Regions from separate parts of the Gossypium hirsutum genome. Here region 2 is linked to region 1. The links are chromatin contacts, called in public Hi-C maps. All regions are on one chromosome and are shown on one strand. The core of a region is the stretch at or near the end of the contact, and the rest is flanking DNA. Distances in the headings are between cores, read along the strand shown.

Region 1 (3,440 bases), core at 35-2,534:
GATTCTTAGCTCGATTAGCATGGGCATTGTTACCAATATAGGAATATATGAATTCAAGTGCGTTGAAATGTATTATCTTTATATTTATGAATTTTTTTCTCAAAAATTAAAAAATACAACAAAATATCAATACTCAAGCTTATTAGCTTTCTGACAACAAAAATCCCAAATGTAGAAAGTAGGAATGATAGAAACATAATTTCTTATCTTATTTGAAGTTTCTTTTCACTATTTTCAATTTTCTCTCATTAAATTCATGAAACATTGAACTTGGATGAAAAAGATACAGTGGAAATGAGTTTAGGAAGTGATTTTCTAAGTGACTTTAACCAGAAATCAAAATTTGGGTGTTGAAAATTAACTTGATTTTGAGAAAAAGCAAGAAAAAGAGAAGGGAAATTTTCCATTTCACAAGAGAGGAGGTCAACTTGTAGAGGCGAAAGGATTTTTTTTTTAACCCTAAAAATAATTCAAGTCAAAGTTGGTCAGAGTCCAAATAAAATTTGTGTAATCCACATTTACTCACCATGTTATCAACACATCCAATGGCACAAATTTGATCCCAACCATATAATATCTCCACTTAAAATATTTCTAAAACATAAATCTAATGTGAAATAACTAAAATACCCTTATACGAAAATTTTACACTTCAACAGTTTCTTACCACTTTTTGTTGACATTAAATTTAATACGTAATATATCCAAACTTCATAAACCATAATTATTCTTTAACATAAGTCCACAATAATAAAAATTAAACTTATTTTCTCTTCACGGTAAAATTATTATTTGATCCTTTTACTTTCAAATCTTATCCAATTTAGTTCAAATGTGATCCTCATCCTATCACTACATATTCCATATCGTTCCCATGTCAAATAATCATTATTAATTCGCATTTTCTCAATTTGACAAAATTGCAACTCTTTCCATCTCAAATATGAAATTAATTCCTTGATCTCTCTTTTAGCTAACTTATTTTCAACGATACCAAATGTTGTATTGAAAATTTGGGATATTACAGAGTCTACGTGCATCGGTAGGTTGTGATTTCTATAGAAGAATATGTTAGAAAGACGCTACAATTGCAAGGAGTTGAAAAGAGAACGAAAGAATGAAACAAGAAAAGAGGAGTGAGAGAAACAAAAGACCAGGAAACGTTTAAAAAGGATTTGGTAAGGTGTTTGATCCTCATGCAACTTAGCCTCTCACCTCAATTGACTAGGTCAACACTTCTGGGGTATCCCGAAACATTCCGGCAGCCCCCCAACTCATTCTTGCACGCACACCATTTCGGACTTGTAGCACCAAGAATGGCCCTACTTAGGCAGACCGTGACACATTCTGCAGATTGGTTTGAAAAAAAGGTAGACATGATCTAATGTAAAACTAAAATAACTTTAGTGAGAAATACAATAATTATATTTTTTCCTTATATCAGAACTGTATACAGACTGATCCTTTGGCCCATATTTAACCTTTTTTTAATGAAAATAAGTGAAATTAAAATGGTTTTAAGTGGAAATGCAGAATTGCAGATTGTGGTAGCCGCTGAAGATTGGAGGCCAACATGACATTAGATGGTTTCGAAAATCGACCAGTTGAACTTTCAGAAGGCATTTTTCTTTCTTATGCTACAAAAATCAGTCAGTATGCAAAAATCCCACCGGAAAATAACCTACTCTTATCACTCTTCTTACCTGAAAGAATGGTGGGTTGAATGGAGGCTGTACGTGCAGTGTGAAGGCAGGATATTGATATTTACAGTGACGAAAAATGTGGGATATATCGACTCGAATTTTGAATCCGAATCACCAAAAAAAAATTTTCAATCATGTAGGTCGACGACTGCGAATCTCCTCCTTAAGGAGTTGAGCCACACGGTCTACATCCTCGGGAGACCTTTTGTCACTTAATATGCTACAAAGTGAGCTTAATTCTTCAGAGCTTGCCTTCTTGAATAAACCTAGTAGTGTGTCAACTTCACTGGGCAGGCATTTGTTCTGAGGAGCCCCTGCATTATTTTGTTCCCCAGATGTTCTAAGCAAGTTGACACCATTACTAGGGGTATGAGAATGTTGTAGGAACTGCACTTGAGGCCGAGAGTAAGGCCGAGAGTCCCAATACTCCATACAAACTCGATTGCGATCCATTGCCTCAACGGCCTGGTTTATGTTTAAACCATACGAGAAATGAGTCTTTACTTCAAATGTCAGAGTTAAGCATTTACCATAAAATCAAACTGTTAAGCCATTAATAATAGTCAATGCATAAAGGGAGAGGGGAGAAACAGTTAAAATAACCTAGTTGACCAACATTTTTCATATAATAATGTAAAAACTAATTTACCTGCACAATTTCTGGTGAAGAAAAACCAAACATCTCAAACCCATCAAGGCTACCAGGAGGCTGCAATGGTGGGAGGTTGGTCCTTCCTAGTCTATGTTGTTTCGTTATCTCTTGATTAACTTTCTCCCTCACCATCTCCCAGCATCTGGCAGCTGAAACATGAACAAATACTTCACTGGGACAGTGCTCCACAGATACCTGAAACCAAATCAACATTTAAGGCCATGCATGCTTAAAGAACAATACATTTCTGGTCATTATTTGCCCACTTTGCTCTAACCAAAGATGAAATTCAAAACTAAGTTGGAAGATAACTTTTAAAATAGAAGTTAAAATTCATCAGATGAAAAGATGACAGCAAGCACTCCAAATGGTATTTGTTTAGAAAATTATACTATTATCTAAAACAATCAAGTCTGCTAGAGAACAAGAGGAGTGATTTGTTTCCTATAGATCAGATGGCAAGATTCAGTCAATTCTGCCTAACAATCAAATATCATTAAGATACATTGCATACATAAGCTACTTTCTTGCTCTCTGCAAAGATCAACACAATGAACATCAGAGACAAATAATTCAGGAACGAAGATAAATCTGTCCGTGTCTACTATGAGTTCCCAAAATCATGAAGGCATATGAGTAAGAACAACATTTTCAGGTAAGAGATAAAAATGTAGTAAAAACACTTAACATTTTTTCAGGTAAGAGATAAAAATGTCCAATTAATAAGATAGTGGTACAAAAACATAATTGATACCATAAAATTTTCAATTACCATGAACAGAGGTCCATCCCTCTCCGCATCCAAAATTTCTGAGACATAGTATGCCATATTTGTTGGATCTAAAACACTAATATACCTAACCCGGCTCTTAAATCCTGCATTGATTAGAATAACCGAGTGAATACATCTAGCTAGTATACTTAGCATATTGACATGCATCAGCCTTAGTAAACACCAATGCAACTAACCTTTTGGGAAAATGGCCTGGCTGTTACACCATAATTTCCCAGAGAGCACAACTCCAAATTCCAGAGGCTCAACATTACAGTTGATCCTACGCACTACCTTAGCAATGCGAGGACCT
Region 2 (3,462 bases), core at 309-2,808, 120 kb before region 1:
AAAGAATTTTATATTTGCAAGACATAATAGAAAAGAAGATGATTGCTGTATATTTTCAATTTCATCTTCTTAAAGTATTGTTAAAGTGTGAGATAATTCTCCATTAATCCCCTAGATGATATAAAAATTAAACTCTATATATTATAATTTATTGTTAAATCAGATTAAGACATTACTGTGAATTTTTTTAAGAAAAGTATTCTAATATAGAAAATTTCCATCAAGATAGAATAGTAGAGAAATTAAAGTTTATGAAATAAAAATATAAAAACTAAATCTCAAATTTAAATATAATAAAATGATGAGGATCATAATTTGGCTGAAGACATTTTATACCAATATAATCATCTTTAATATATATATATATATGGGGTATAATAAAAAAAATTAAATATTCAATCTATACCAATATTAACAAATATTTAAATACATGATTACCAAACCCTTGGTCATGGGCAAAACATTCTAGTTTCCAATAATTTGCAATTGGCAATATTTATTATTAAATCCCTTGCTAATCTTATTGTATGTAAGAGACAATAATAGAAGATGAATATTAGATATTCTTCAAACCTATTGTATTTAAGAAAATAAATATTGGAAATAATAATGATAGATAAAGAGGATTTTTAAGAAGATGAATATGAAATATTTGGGTACACATTTGACACAATTCTCTTTAAGTTGAATACAAAATAATACATCAATCAATAATGTTAACATACATTAATTCTTTTCATATATTTTGGGATGATTTGATAAACAATACAAATTTAAGGTCTAAAAGAGGTGAAAAATTAAATGAAATGCTAAAATGACTTTCTGAAAAGTTAGAGGGCTAAACAAACCATTATACATTTTATATATTTAATTAAAAAAATTAAAGAGTATAAAATTTGATATATTAAATATTAATGATTCACATTATACAATTTTGATAACTTGTCTAAAAAACATCATTACACAATTATATAAGACCAAATTGGAATAGAGTTAACATTTATTATTTTAAAAATATCATTTATTATTTAACATACTTAATATATTTAAAATCTTAATCGTTCTGTAAATAAAATATTCTGTTTGAAACTAAACTGCACTTGAAAAGAATTAACTTTCAAGGTATTTTTTATCTAATAAATATTAACTCTATTATATTTTGAACTTATTTGATTCTTTTTAACGATATAAAAATTAAACTGATTCATTTAATAATAATAAAAAACGAAATTACTTTAATCCTAATACTTTAACTAACAAGAATTATTTACCCATCCTTAAATAAAATGTTGGTGTAGTAGACATTTATCATAAAGAAAAAGTTGGTATGGTAGAATTTGAGACCTAAAACAAAATATTTACAAGTCAAATAAGTGATGTTGAAATTAAAATTCATGGGTTCCCATAATATATGGCATCTATGACTAAATTTATTTTGTTTCATATATGTGACTAAGAGAAAAAAAAAAAAAAAGTTTTAGTGGGGGGACAGTCCTTTGAGTTGAAGTGACAACCCAAAATGTATGGGCCTTGATTTTAGTAAAATTATATCCAAAATTGAAAATCTCAACTTGGAAACAGTCCAACTTCAGTGTAAAGTAAAAGAGAGTGTAATGTTTGATCACATTTACACATAACTCTTTTGACTAAAATTCTTGTTCCTTAAGTGACTGAGATTTGACTATAAATCCATAAAGAAAGGGATACATCCTCTATTAAAAGACTTAAATTTTTTTTAAAGGAATCTGTCCAGTAATCAGTTAAATTTTATATTGAATTACTTTTATCCAATTAACCAATAAGGCAAATAGGAAATTTATTACTTTACTTTTAATTAAGTATATTTCATAAAGCATCTATATTAATTATGTATTATCTACCAATTATATTATGATTAATTGTTTGACTATTAAGAAAATATAAAAAATTGAAGAGTGAAGAGTTTAATTTACAACATATCGATCTTTAATAGTTTGTTGGAAAGCTTTAATGATGATTAGGAATTTTTTTATTTGCATTATATTTAAATTATTGAACTCGGGTTTAATTTTTTTTTAAACAATTTCTACCCTTTTTTTAAAATTTATTTAGTTTTTGTAAGAAATATTTCAAAAATAAATTTTAAAATTTATCAAATTAATAAAAAGAATTACTTAATAAAGTTTGGCTTAATGATAAGAAGTATACTTGTTATTAATGAAATCAACAAATAATTGATTTGATTTTGAGTGAAAAATATTTAATAAATAAATAAATTCCTCAAATTGATAGAAAAAAGGGCTTTAAGATTATTCAATAAAAAGCTTAAAAGTACAATTATAAACCATATATATTAGAATTAAGCGGCGCATCAGATTAATAATTAAAATATATTTAAGTTCAAATTAAAATAATTCTAGAGAATATCCACATGGTAAAAAGTTTAAAAATAATACAAATAATTTACAAGGGTGAGAATTGAAGTTGGGATGCCACTATGTTTATATTAAAGTCATGTAATAATTGATTTTTTCAAAGGAAAGTAATCATTTTTTTATTAGTTAACTCATATAAATGTGATTTAATAAAATAATAATGAAAGTTTTTCACAATAATTTAATAATAAAATAATAAGAAATAGATAAAATTATAAAAGTTTAGCAAAAAATAATAATAATGATAAAGAAACAGAGAGAGATGAAGCAGAAATTGTGGCATTTTGTTAGGAAGGCGGCAATTTTGAAGCAGGATAATTTAACACAAGTCAAAAGATGCTTTTCATAGAGCAAAAGCATATTCCATATTGGAATGGGTCCCAACGACTTTTCTATTTTTATGGAGAATTTATTCACAAAACAAAAATCTACAAATTTTCATTTCTTTTGCAACCTTAATTAAGTTTCCTAGTAAATCATAAATCCCATTTTTCTTTTTCGCAAGAAGCTGCAATTAAATTATAATTTGTTAGTAAAATTGAACTTTTAGCTTTAATACTTGGATAATTTTTTATTAATTTAAAATTTAATCCAAGTGATAGATTCCAAAAATTTATATAACTTTAATTAACTTAATTTGAAAAAGATGTCACTCAAGAGTCGAATTTCAAATCTCCAATTTTGTATTTCTTTTTTAGGTTTTATTTTATAATTACTTTTGCTATTTAATTTATCTCCTAACATTACTTGTTATACTCAAATTCTATTATCTTATTTTAAAATCATTTTATTTCAACTATTTAATCTTATTATAATTAGTTTTGGATAAAAATTTTACACATCTTGTTATTTTCAACAAATTAAATGGATTTTAAATGACTTCAAACTTATTTTAACTTATTTTGGACAAAATAATACTTTGATATAATTATTTCAACTATTCTTTTTCTTTGTAAATCAACCCTCAATAGTCATAATAATTTATTTGGTCCTCTAATTTTTTTAAAAAAATTATTTTTGGCCCTCCATTTAATTTTTTATTTTTTTT

What was found. A called contact is a pair of places that touch in the nucleus more often than the background predicts.
Region 2: a contact with region 1 is called in a Hi-C map of leaf, with 1.7 times the contacts expected there. The contact joins two enhancer-like sites. A contact is called at or near these places in 3 of 34 Hi-C or Micro-C datasets (callus and leaf).

What each region holds. Positions count from the first base shown.
Region 1 is chrA11:106,822,370-106,825,809 of Gossypium_hirsutum_v2.1, reverse strand. LOC107926805 (putative lysine-specific demethylase JMJ16) reads right to left here. Exons shown (of 14, transcript XR_005904985.1): 10 at 3,325-3,440; 11 at 3,128-3,231; 12 at 2,353-2,550; 13 at 1,704-2,168; 14 at 938-1,347. Among protein-coding and RNA genes, the nearest start is that of LOC107926805, 11 kb to the right of the region's middle. Within about 2 kb of position 1,284, at least 4 of the 9 cell types and tissues checked have an H3K27ac peak or open chromatin away from gene starts, as enhancers often do. A contact at or near this core is called in leaf, where this site is marked.
Region 2 is chrA11:106,940,002-106,943,463 of Gossypium_hirsutum_v2.1, reverse strand. No RefSeq gene overlaps it. Among protein-coding and RNA genes, the nearest start is that of LOC107889586, 7.5 kb to the right of the region's middle. Within about 2 kb of position 1,558, at least 1 of the 9 cell types and tissues checked has an H3K27ac peak or open chromatin away from gene starts, as enhancers often do. A contact at or near this core is called in leaf, where this site is marked.